3 separate regions of the Danio rerio genome follow, and regions 2 and 3 are each linked to region 1. Evidence: chromatin contacts called from public Hi-C data. All regions are on one chromosome and are shown on one strand. The core of a region is the stretch at or near the end of the contact, and the rest is flanking DNA. Distances in the headings are between cores, read along the strand shown.

Region 1 (4,298 bases), core at 1,049-3,548:
AAGTTTTTGTTCTTGTCTACACACAAAGCAAATGCTTTTTTAAAAGGACAATTTTAATAGTGTAATATTAAAATATTTTATACAGTAACATAAGGCAACGTTATGAGGTAAGGCTGCACAAAATATCGTTTCAGCATCAATATCGCAATGTGCATGTCCGCAATAGTCACATCGCAAGATATGCAATAGTGAGTTGGGAACTTGGGATTACAGCGGATCAGCACAACAGTTGAGAATACATGAGATTTGTGGAGTCACAGCCATGATGACAGTAATTTTATCATTTGCAAGGCATTTCAAAAGAGTTTAAAGCATTCAGGCACAAAAAAGTACATTTGTAACTTTAGTGAAGAATAATTTTACTGAATTATAATAATGAAGACTATACAGTGTTATTTTTAACATTTCATTATTCAATTTCTGTACCTGAATACTGTTTGACTCTATGGAAAACCATAAAGCATGTTTATTTAATTTTAAATTTAGCTGCTCTATTATAATAATAATTGCTTGTAATTTGTTTATTTTTATATATGATTTACACCCTTACAAAATCATCCCAATCAATCTAAATCAATGATTTCTTTCCAAATAAAGCATTCTGGTGAATATGTATTCCTATGGCTATATATCACAGAGAAACTAAATATTGCAATGTCAGATTTTTCCAATAACGTGCAGTTCTATATTGAAGTAATGATACAGTTTAATTGAACATTTTTTATTTAAATACGTTAATCATTCCTGTAAAGTTGAAGCAAGTCAAATTGCATTACATTGTCAACATCAACCTTCAGTAAATAATTTGATTATAATCATTAGGTTATATAAAAAAATTAATTAATTATTATTATTATAAACGTTGCACAAAGTTGATGCTGAATACATTTTGAAACTGCACTATACATTATAACAACATTTATTTATTAGGGCAGATTATACATGTTTTGACACTGTAAATTAGGGCTGCACAATATATCATATCAGCATCGATATCGAAATGTGTGTGCCTGCAATAGTCACATCACAGGATCTGCATTGTTGAACCGGTATTATAATAGACCATTTGAAAACACTTATGATTTGTCACTGCAATGTTTAACCATGAAATTACCAAAACATTTATTATGTATGTGCATTTTTAGGACCAGTGACCCTTTGCTTTGAGCATTTTTAAACTGAGTGTTAGTTATAAGAATTTACGTTTCTACATTTTTTTAAAGATTGATGATATTTTTGTATATTTACACACAATGAAAACTAAAAAGTGTTGTCTTATATTTAATTATAACATTTAAGCATCCAAATCTAGAAAATCATAAGGCACGGGGCATTTTATTTGTATCATTGCTCGTGTATCCATCAAATCTTTGTGATTGATTTATTGTATTTTATGCAGATACTCTCCAATATAAAATCATCCCAATGTATCTAAAATTATGAATTCTTTTCAAATTGAGCTATTGTTTTCAAATCTGGTGAAATTATACCTAATATTGTAGAAAAGTAAAATATCACAATGTCAGATTTTGTTGCAATATGGTACAGCCCTGCTGCACCTTTAGGTCAGTTTAACGCATCATTACAAAATAAAAATAGGAATTATTTCTTAAAAACACGTTCAGCGTATATAATTTCACTTCAAGCTTGTCATGTACCATTAACACAAAAATTGTAATCGACTGCCTTTTAATACAAGTTAGCTATGAGCAAGAAATCAATCAGGGTTAAGAGCAAAATGACATCTGAAGTATCACATTTTATACACGACAGCAATTACATGACAGGAATGTTGACAGTATAACAGCCATAACTGCTCAAATAAAGACTTGACAAATAAAACTAACATTAAATCTTGCATAGTTTAAAACAACTTACAAAACTGTGGAAAACAATTCTCTTTACAACCAATAACATTAACGTTTCTTACAAAATAAGTTGAGGTAAACATGTACACATTGCTGTGGCAATCTAGTGCGAGTAACGTAATTAATTTAAATGAAACATTTCCCTCAAGTGGAAAAAAATTACTCTATAAAATACCGATATAATTAACGTTACTCAATGATTCTTGATTGTTTTCTGAACTAGAGTTGGCTAACAGTTAATGCATTAGCCGACTAGCAGTTGACAGACAGATCAGTGGTTTATGTTAACTTACCGGGATTACTACTGGAGTTTGAGGTGTTTATGGAGCTTTTCCCCTTGAATTTTGCCTTAACCATCTTAAACGATTAATCCGGGGCCCTCGTATTACTGTAAATAAAAGAAATAATGCAGTGTTGCAGTCCGTTGTTGATTTCCACGTGTTACAATAAACTACACGAACCCGGAAATACGTCATCAACCACGCGACGAGTTTGCCCCCTCACCACTGAGAAGAAAGCTTATCTTGATGAAATGTATTGTTTCACAATAAGATGCGATAGCGTTCATTGTTTTCGTTTATTAAACTAGTGTATACTGTTGTTAACAGTTAGCCAATGTACTGTTGGGGATGTTTTCATCCACTCTGGGCTGATTTTGAGTCTTAATTTTGTCATACATTTTTCTGTGTTCAAGCCAATGGTTTCAGCTGTCATGATTTTTGGTGCTAAATCATATTTCAAGAAAATGCTTTGAAATTTAAAAAACACTCAACGATACACTCTGGGCAAATTTACTACCCTTTGTTATGTTCGGGATGAAAACATCCACTGAATTAAACTGCTATAAAAATGCATCAGATAACTACTTCTTTCAATTATTTTTGCACAAATCTGTTAATCAACCTCAGTCCTGATCAAAGCTACTACGTTGTTTGGAAAACTACAGGATTTTAACCCTTTAATTGCCAAATTCATAAATGATGTCACAGATTTTTTTGTGTTTTAACATTCATTTATTCATTTTCTTTTCGACTTAGTTCCTTTAATTATTCGGGATTGCTACCGCTGAATGAACCGCCAACTTATCCAGCATGTTTTTACGCAGCAGATGCCCTTTCAGCCGCAACCCATCTCTGGAAAACTGTTTTAACAATACAAACATATTTATCATAAAAATGGATGACATCAAGTACAATTGTAAACAAATAAAATTAATAATAATAATAATAATGAAATAAGATAATAGTAAAAAAAAACAGAGTACAGAGGCAAATTAACAAATTAATTTACAAAGTCTTTATAAAATTTCATAGTTTTAACACTTTTTTGCTGTAAACATTTTGTAAAGTAGTAATTAAACAATTTAGTCACAAAGAAATGTTGCAACTTAGGTAATGATGAAGAAAATGTACATTTGTGAATATAATATTTACCCAATAAAATAAATGCATTGCCTATAAATTCTATGTTATGTTTATCATAAGAAAAGTAACAAATGATATCACACATGGACAAATCAATTTTAAACTTACATTTTGATGAAAAATAGATGGAAAAATTAGACCAAATCATATTAACGTGGGCATTTGACAAAAAGATGATCAATTGATTCAATGCTTAAGTTACATTTTGAGTTGGGATTACTGAATTAAGATACAATCTCATTTGTAGGGTAGATATTGTGTAACACTTTTAAATGTAGTTCTTTAACTTTGTTGGGAACACAAAATTTGTAGGTTAAGAGCCAAACGTTTTTCCAGTTAATTTGATCCATTACAGAATTAGACAGAAATTTTCCCCTCGAAATTATTCTTTTCTTTGACTGAAACACGTTTCCTATATTTTTATTACTACATTTTAGGTCGTAAATGCATTTGTCTTCAACTAAAACCTTTGGTTCTTTTTTAGCAATTACTTCAAATGACAAGTGACATTTAATTGAATGAGCAGGGCCATTAGATATGGCCTTAATCACAGTATAAAATTCTTTATGAATAATAAAGTTATATTTTACCATAAAATTACCATATGAATAGAAGTTCCCTTGTGGATCAAATTAATCACAAAGATAATAAATATCTTTTCATGCCAATTCGTATTAAAAAAATTATAAATGGTGTCGCTGATTTGGTGGGGAAAAAAACACACAAAATGATTGTGGAGTAATTGTGGAGTGGATTTTTAAAAACCTTTTATCAAAGTCTTGGACATGTGAAACAACATTGCCTTTGATGTATTGTTTTTGATTAATTTTCATTTTTTCTCCCTAATTTACTGTTGGTGGCTTTGTTTGCCCCATTGACCATTATAACCACATTATTACAAAACCATGACACCATATAATCATGCATTTTTGATTGTTGGTGATTTGTCCTGTTGGGAAGAGGTAAAATTAGCATTTTTTTATTTTGATCATGAGTTGGCACCATT
Region 2 (4,298 bases), core at 1,154-3,653, 240 kb after region 1:
TAATGGTAATAGTAATAAAAGCAATAATGACTTAAGTAATAATTTTATTTGAAACTACATGCAATAAGTAATAAACAAATATTTAATAAATAAAAATTTAACAATTTTTACATTAAATAAATGCTGCCTTGATGAACAGAATAATATATATATTTTTTTTTTTAAACATGAAAAAAACTGACCCCAAACTTTTGATCGGTAGTGTATATAAAAAAAAATATTTAAAAAAAGGTGTTTTTGAAAGTTCTCATGTAAGTTGCATTTTTTTAATTAAAAATAAAGTAAAACATTAATGTTGTAAAAAATATATATACATAAAAAAATTATTTGTTAAATTGTAATCTATTACTCTGCTATTATTAAACACTTCATTTTAACAAGATACTTCAGGAATATTTTTTATGTTTAGTGTTAAAAATATTTTTTCACATTATTTTTTTGTATTTTGTTTGTATCTTTATTTATTTATTTATTTATGTGTATGACTCCCCTTGTCTAATATCCTTTTTTGTTTTTATTTGTATGTTCATTAAAACCAACAAAGAATTTTTAAAAATAATAGTATGAATCCCCCCCACCCCCAACAAACTAACTCACCCAAAAATGTTGTTGAATGGTATAGTGTATTTAAAAAATCTAAAATTTAAATTTAATAATTATTTATAGAAGTCACTCTAAAACTAAATAAAAAAAATCCCCTGTTTATCGTGCCTTTATAATTAGAGAGTAAAATACAGACATATCCTAATGTGTTTAGACATATAGAACTGCATATTGCACAATCGCCTCCTGAAGCACTCAGTAAAATGAGTCATAATACAGTATGAGCAGCACACTATGGCTCATAAAGTTTGTGGCATGTATATGAGAGGATGGAACTTAAGTTTCAAAGGTGTGATTTGGTTTCTCCACAAGCACTTCTGAACTCTTCTTGGAATAATGAATGGGAAAAGAATAGCAGAGCGCTGGCGGCAGACAGTATGGGAATCTGCCTCTGAAGTAAGCACATTAAAGGCTGCTTAATACACCAAAAAGGCAAAGTGATGCACCTCAAAGATGTCTACTCTGCTTTTTTCTCATACACACACAATCACATGCATGCCAGAACATGCCATAAAACTTATAGTAAAATAATCAATGAGTCACTGAGCATGACACAACTGACCGGCTGCCTGCAATGTGTACAGGATGCCAGTAACAGCAGCGTGGCTTGAAAATAGAAAAGAAAAAGGAAATGAGATGTGAACTCTGTTCTGTTCTTCTTGCAAACTTTCCTGACCTATTCACTGCATTTGTTTTGCAGTTGTCTGACTTGTCAAAACTTTGCTGAGAAACAATGCCAAAAGTTTAGTCACCAGCTGATCTGATTTTTAAAGCAGACTCACCCATTGACTGATAACATATTTCCACTCTTCAGTTTTCAGCCATTCAAGGTGTGCCTTTATGAGTCACATCACTCACTGATATGTGATTTCCTGTTGCATGTTTAATTCAATGTTACTTTCTATAAACACAGCAGATTACGAAATAGCGTATTATCACTCTCAGCAGATGTCTATATTATTACCTCATCAAACAGTGCTGCTGGTTACTAAAAACCGTTCACTTTGCCTTGGAATGCAACATGTCCTGGGATGAGCTGTTCTCAAAGATGAGCAGTCAAGTTCCAACCTGGATTTGCTTTTGGCTAAACTCAAGAATATGTCAGGACCCCCATGGCACACATCTTCAGTGTGTTTCTCTAATAGTTTTCTGCACACGCACAAAAAGACTTGAGGTTTGGCTGTCAGAAAACTTATACAAATTACTGTCATGTCTTGACACGTGTGCCAGATTCTTCTGAAAATTACAAGTGTGTGGAGCACAAAAAGTTCACCACAGGAGAGTTAAAGATGACCTTGAAAGGGCTTAAATATAATAGTCTTTCACTCACTGAAGAATGAATGGCATTTCTGTTACTGCTGGTTCAGCAAATATATTTTTAACCCAAAGCCAAACATGAGTAAGCATTCAACAGGTGATCCTAGGGATTTTACCTCAATGAACTATCTATGAAACTGCAATTTGAGTGTTAATGCAATATAAACAAGTTATAACAGTTATTTGAGGAACAACAGGTTTTGCCTACAACTTCATCGAGAGCTTTATGAATGAATGGACACTTTCATAGGCGAACAGTTAATCGATTTTTACTCGCTGGCTATCAATAATAATAAACGGGTTGATAATGCTCTCTGTCACGTGAGTTTCTTACTTTAAATGACAGGAAAGAAAAGAAGAATTAGCGCACCTACCCAGTCAAAACTCCTTCAGTACTCTGTCCTAGTCGGGTCAGTTAAGTTGGCCTGGTCAGCAGATGTGTAGTCCTGCAGAAGTGTCCGGCTCTCCCTCAAAGCACCGAATGAGAGAAATGCTCGCGCTCAACTCTTCCATGCGCTACTATAGAGGAAGTTGAGTGAGTCACAAGCTCCCGCCCCAGTGGATGAAAACGGTCTTCCTTCTTTTCGAACAAAGTTTCATTCAATAAGTCTTAAATTGAGTTTGCTTCGTTATCCAGTGACTTCTTGTCTGCAGTTATCTTTAGCGCGCAAAAGAGCATCTGGCTGTTGTAAACGAAAGAGGATCAAATGCTTGCTTACCTGTTACTTGACACTCAAATCTGAGGGGGATGATGAACTTTTTTTCTCTCGGTAAACGTAGCTGCTCATGGGGGGATGGAGCATATTGTAGTTTTTATTAAACGGAATTGATGATTATGATATTTTCTCATATATGTTGGTTGATTATTAACAGTTGTACGATGTTTTCGTCTAGAAACATTCAGCTGTAGAAAGTCAAGAAAAGTTCATCGTTTGTTTTTTTTTTTCCTTTTCAAGTATCTTTTATGCTTCAAGAAAAATGATTGTACTTCTAAAATTACATTTCTTCAGCGGTTATAATTATTTATGACCTTTTCAGCCAGTTTTTGAGCAAAGAATCACAATTAAGATGTTCAACATGCACTGTAAATCTGAAATGTTTTAGTGCACAGACATAAGTTTGGACTGTGTGTAAAGAAGAGACGGATTAGGGCTATTGCTGAAAATAGTTTATAAAAGAAAAATACAGAAGCTAATCATTTTAAATTTGAAATGAAACATCTATATGGATTTTTTAAACAGGGATGCGTGTACTGTATGTCCACTGGATTAACCTAAACACTTCATGAGGAAAACCATTTAAAACACATTGTTTCAGTCTACAATAATGGATAAACAAATTATTAGTTCATTCATTTTCCTTCGCCTTAGTCTCTATTACAGCAGAATGAACCACCTAATTTTCCAGCATATGTTTTACCAAAGTCACTTTGGTTTTACCTTCCAGCTGCAACCCAGTGTTGGGAAACACCCATACAAAGTTATTCTCTAACACACACATATACACTCATACACTACGGCCAATTTCATTCATTCATTTTGTTTTTGGCTTAGTCATTTTATTAATCTAGGGTCAACACAGTTGATTGAACCGCCAACTTATACAGCATATGTTTTACGCAGCGGATGCCCTTCCAGCTGCTACCCAGTACTGGGAAACTCCCATGCACAATCATTCAAACACACACACACACGCACACACACACACACACACACACACACACACACACACACACACACACACACACACACACTGTACACTACAGCCAATTTAGTTTATTTAAATAACCTATACCGCATGCCTTTAGCCTGTGGGGGAAACCAGAGCACCCAAAACCCACGCGAGCATGGGAAGAACATGCAAACTCCACACAGAAATGCCAACCTGCCCAGCTTGGACTTGAACCAGCAACCTTCTTGCTGTGAGGCAGCAATGCTAACCACTGAGCCACCATGCCACCCCTGAACGAATTATTGCCATGTGATATTTGCAAGAGTTTGCTAAATACTGTAAATACTTAAGGTACTTAAATGTCATCATCTGTAACAGAGGTAAGTGTTTCTTTGATCTGTTTTGTTTTCTCAGTCATCTTTGAAATATGATAGGCTACTCAGAAGATACAATATCAAAACTCTCTTGCAATATTAATGTGACTTTTTCCTTGTATTAATTCAGACAACCACAAAAAAAAAAAAAAAAAAAACTCTTAAATGAGTAATTGCTCCACATCAAAACATCAAATGATGAATTGCATGTCCAGACATCAGAGATTATATTACTGAAATTTACCTAATATATTTTGAGTTGACATATGAATGATTGGCTTACAATAAACAAACAGGTGTATAGTGCCTTCTTGTACCAAGAATACTCTACAC
Region 3 (4,298 bases), core at 1,116-3,615, 130 kb after region 1:
GTGCTGCCGCTTAGTGGTTGTTTTAAGCACTTCTGGGGCTTTTTTGTTTAATATTCTCATGTGGTTTGTTTTATAAATGTTTTATATAAATCATTTTGTTAGCTATAGTCTATATTGTTTTCTAGGTTGTAGGATTGATGACATATTATAAAATAAATAAATAGATAGATATAAATAAATAGTAATAATAATAATAATAATCTAGTGATGATAATCATTTAAAGATTTAAAGTTTAACCGTGTTTTTTGTGAATTTGTATAACAATATTATCATTTAAAATGTGTAATACAGCGATCTCGGTTCCATGTTTATATAAAAACATACAAGTTTGGGATATTTGCATTAAAACCAGACCAGTTTTTATGTATGTACTGTAAATTTATTACAAAAAAAACATTTCTGATTGTCAAACTTATCAGAGGGACCATAAAGTTGGGTACGATAAAGTTGTCCGTAGTGAATGTGTGTGAATGAGAGTGTATGGGTGTTTCCTAGTGATGGGTATAGCTGGAAGGGCATCCGCTGCATAGCGTAATACATATGCTGAATAAGTCGGTGGTTCATTCCATTGTGGCTACCCTGATTAATAATGGGACTAAGCCGAAAAGAAAATAAATGTATGAATGAATGAATAAATGAAACTTATTAGAACATTTAGTGTAGCCTACTTATTGAAATTGCATGGTGTGTCCAAAAGCATTGATGAGAAGAACGCCAGGAAAGAAATGATTCGCATTTGTCAGAAATTGCTGCCAGAAATTGCAGACTGTCTTCCTTAAAACTCATTGCAGAGTCATCTAAATAACATGCTGCTAATGTAAAGATAATTTTGTGAGAAATGTGAGAATCTTAATTCTATTAGATGTTAATTGTAATTGAGATTTTTTAGAGAGCACTTATACGGTCTTGAGGATGTATTTAAAGGAAATAAAATAGTTGAGAATTTTTGTTTGTATTAGAAATGTCAACAAGCGTTATTAATATTTTTTTGTACATGTTACAATTTGTTACATGCTGTTACAGTTTTTTAAAAAGTGGCACATATATGTTATTGTTTTTTTTTGTGCAAGTAATGAACACTTCAGTATTTTCTGATAAATTACCAAGTTGATTTCAAATTGTGTACAGTTGAAGTCAGAATTATTAGCCCCCTTCAAAATGTTTCTTCTTTTAAATTTTTTTTCCAAATGATGTTTAATAGAGCAAGGAAATTTTCACAGTATGTCTGGTAATATTATGTCTTCTGGAAAAGTCTTATTTGTTTTATTTTGACTAGAATAAAAGCAGTTTTAAATTTTTTAAACACCATTTTAAGGTCAAAATTATTAGCACCTTTTAATTTTTTCGATAGTCTACAGAACAAACCATTGTTATATAGTAACTTGCCTAGCTACCTTAACCTTTCTAGTTAACCTAATTAACCTAAGCCTTTAAATGTCACTTTAAGCTGTATAGAAGTGTCTTGAAAAATATCTAGTAAAATATTATTTACTGTCATCATGGTAAAAATAAAATAAATCCATTATTAGAAATGAGTTATTAAAACTTTTATGTTTAGAAATGTGTTGAAAAAAAAACTTCTCTCCGTTAAACAGAAATTAGGGAAAAAATAAACAAGCGGTCTAATAATTCAGGGGGGCTAATAATTCTGACTTCAACTGTATATAGGTTAGATGCTTTATACTTTTGATGTTGAATGAGACTCTTTGAATTGTATTCATTCTGTACTGTGTTCAAAAGAGGTCTTTAAAAAGCACTTAGACAAATTAAATATATATATATATATATATATATATATATATATATATATATATATATATATATATATATATATATATATATATATATATATATTTATATTTATATTTAAATATAAAAAAATGTTAAAATTTTAAATTTTATATTTAAATATAGCTATATTTGTTCAGTCCCAGTGTGCATTTATTCAGCTTGCATGCAGAACAGCAATGCTGCTCAACCACACCCTTGGATCAATATCATTTGACCGCTGTTACAGTAAATATTACAGCTTTATAAAATGTTTCTTTGACAGAATTTGGTACCTGATATCTTTATTTTGTGGTTCATTTACTCTACTCAAACTGATGTTTTTGACTGTATGAAATGGCCAGACTAAACGATATAAAAAGTGATTAAATGTTTCCAATGCTTATTTACTTGTTTGTACTGTATTACGTTGTCTTGTTTCAGAAATAAAATTGTTAAGTTTCTTTTCTTTTCTTTTACAGTCTTTAAGTACTTTGCCGTAAACAGAATTTCCAACCACAGCATAAGATCACCGCCTTGTGGTCAACTATAAGAACTGATATTAGCCTTTTTGAGAACCTACCTTGGTCAAGTCCAAACAGCAACACTGAGAACTGACACAACTGAGAGAGAACTCAAGAGCTTTAAAGAATGCAGATGGAACGTTTAGAACGCCATGTCACCGGCTAAGAATGTCACTATGAGGAGCGCTGCTAAAGGGATTAAAAGGAGAACAATTTTAATTATTTTCAAATGGATATAAAGTGTTATTTACTTACCCCAGTCGATTTAGAGACATGTCAGCTGATTAAAAAAAAACTATGATGAAAATTAAAAGAAATGTCGGCTAATTCGGAAACCTCGGCTTCGGCTAGCTTAATTGATAGCTGTCACAAATACTTTGGGCTATAGCTACCGTTTTTATATTAGAACTTTTTGGGAAACTATTGAAATGAAGCCTGTATTAACAATGATTGCAGGTTTTAGAATGGCTGGTAACAAATAAATCCCAACTATATAAAATATTTATGACCCATTTTATTTTAGGTTCTTAGCACCATTGTAGGTCTGCTTTATCATTTATAAAAGATACATTTGGACCAGCAGCAATCAAAAGTGATAATTACATAATGTCAGGAAAAAAAAAGAAATGAGTTTTAAAAGGATCATTTTAAGTACAAACTTAGATTTAGGCTATAAGACAAACACAGCATAAAATAGCACACTTTTATCTAAAACACACATACCTACAAATAACATGTGGCCACTATCAGTATTTCTTATTTTTTTCTCCTTTTTAGTGACCCTAATGCTATTTCATTTACTGTGGTAAAAAATCTTATACATTAGGGCACTGACTATATCAATACTATATAATCATCATCTTCAGATTAAAATCAAAACAACAGACACAGAATACACCAAATTTAAATAGGTTGTTTTCCATCAACTAAAACTCCTTCTGTAGCCTATAACCTATATTTTTCTTTAAACAAAACTGTGACAACACTGATATTGACAAATTAAATGAAATTGATGTGAAATGAAATTATAGTAAAAATTTAAGTGATAAAACTGAGTCGTCAAAACAATTTCTGAAATTTCCACATTTCCACGTTTTAGATTTCTTTATAGTTTAATTAATTGATTAATTCATTTATTTATTTGATGAAAGCCATATTTAATGCATATGTATTAATGTTTAATATGATGGATTTAGGCTAAATAGTGAACCACTATTTTGTGATAATTTTCACCTTGGATTTAGAAATACAGATGGAGTGATAAAAATTGTTTAGAAATAACAACAATTAGGCCTGTTACTTTAGAACAGGGATTTTTTATTCAGTTCTTTTTTTTTTCAAATGTTACAATAGCTATTGGTCAGTGGTGACTGTTCAAAAATGGAGGAAAGTACTTTTTAAAGGATAGTTCATCCAAAACTGAAAATTATTATTATAATTATAATAATCATATACTCTCTCTTCACTTAATCCAAACCTGTTTGAAAAAGAAGATTTTTGAAGAAAGCTGAAAACATGAAACCATTGACTTCCATGGTAGATCTATTTGTTTATGAAAGTCAATGGTTACAGGTTTTCAGCTTGCTTAAAAATATCTTCTTTTTAGTTCAACGGATGAAAGAAATTCAAACAGGTTTGGAACAAGTGAAGGGTGAGTAAAACAATGACAGAATTTACCATTTTGGAAAATTCCAACTCTTTAATATCTATAATCATTAATAATAATAATAATAATTTAATTAATTAATTTTCTTGTTGGCTTAGTCCCTTTATTAATTCGGGGTCGCCACAGTGGAATGAACCGCCAACTTATCCAACACATTTTTTATGCTGCAGATGCCCTTCCATCCGCAACCCATCTCTGGGAAACATCTACACACACACATACACTACAGACAATTTAGCCTACCCAATTCACCTTGGCCACTGCTTCGCCATAATAATAATTTATTATTGTTATTTCTTAAAAATAGGTGATGCGGTTGCACAGCAAGAAGGTCGCTGGT

What was found. Hi-C and Micro-C count contacts between places; a contact is called where the count stands out from the background.
Region 2: a Hi-C map of hematopoietic stem cells shows a contact between it and region 1, with 4 times the contacts expected there. The contact joins the promoter of fhl3a here to the promoter of gnl2 in region 1. A contact is called at or near these places in 2 of 18 Hi-C or Micro-C datasets (hematopoietic stem cells and an unstated tissue).
Region 3: a Hi-C map of an unstated tissue shows a contact between it and region 1, with 11 times the contacts expected there. The contact joins the enhancer-like site here to the promoter of gnl2 in region 1. A contact is called at or near these places in 3 of 18 Hi-C or Micro-C datasets (caudal fin, hematopoietic stem cells and an unstated tissue) and 1 of 4 datasets of contacts at active chromatin or transcription factors (caudal fin).

Annotation. Positions count from the first base shown.
Region 1 is chr16:37,115,573-37,119,870 of GRCz12tu, reverse strand. gnl2 (G protein nucleolar 2) reads right to left here and starts at 2,298. Exons shown (of 16, transcript NM_213224.1): 1 at 2,162-2,298. The coding sequence starts at 2,225.
Region 2 is chr16:36,877,816-36,882,113 of GRCz12tu, reverse strand. It overlaps fhl3a (four and a half LIM domains 3a), which reads right to left and starts at 2,403. Exons shown (of 7, transcript XM_068219340.2): 1 at 2,295-2,403.
Region 3 is chr16:36,983,083-36,987,380 of GRCz12tu, reverse strand. The region is part of intron 1 of LOC141378234 (a long non-coding RNA gene); the gene reads right to left. Among named protein-coding and RNA genes, the nearest start is that of si:ch211-232m19.4, 9.1 kb to the right of the region's middle. Within about 2 kb of position 2,365, at least 3 of the 62 cell types and tissues checked have an H3K27ac peak or open chromatin away from gene starts, as enhancers often do.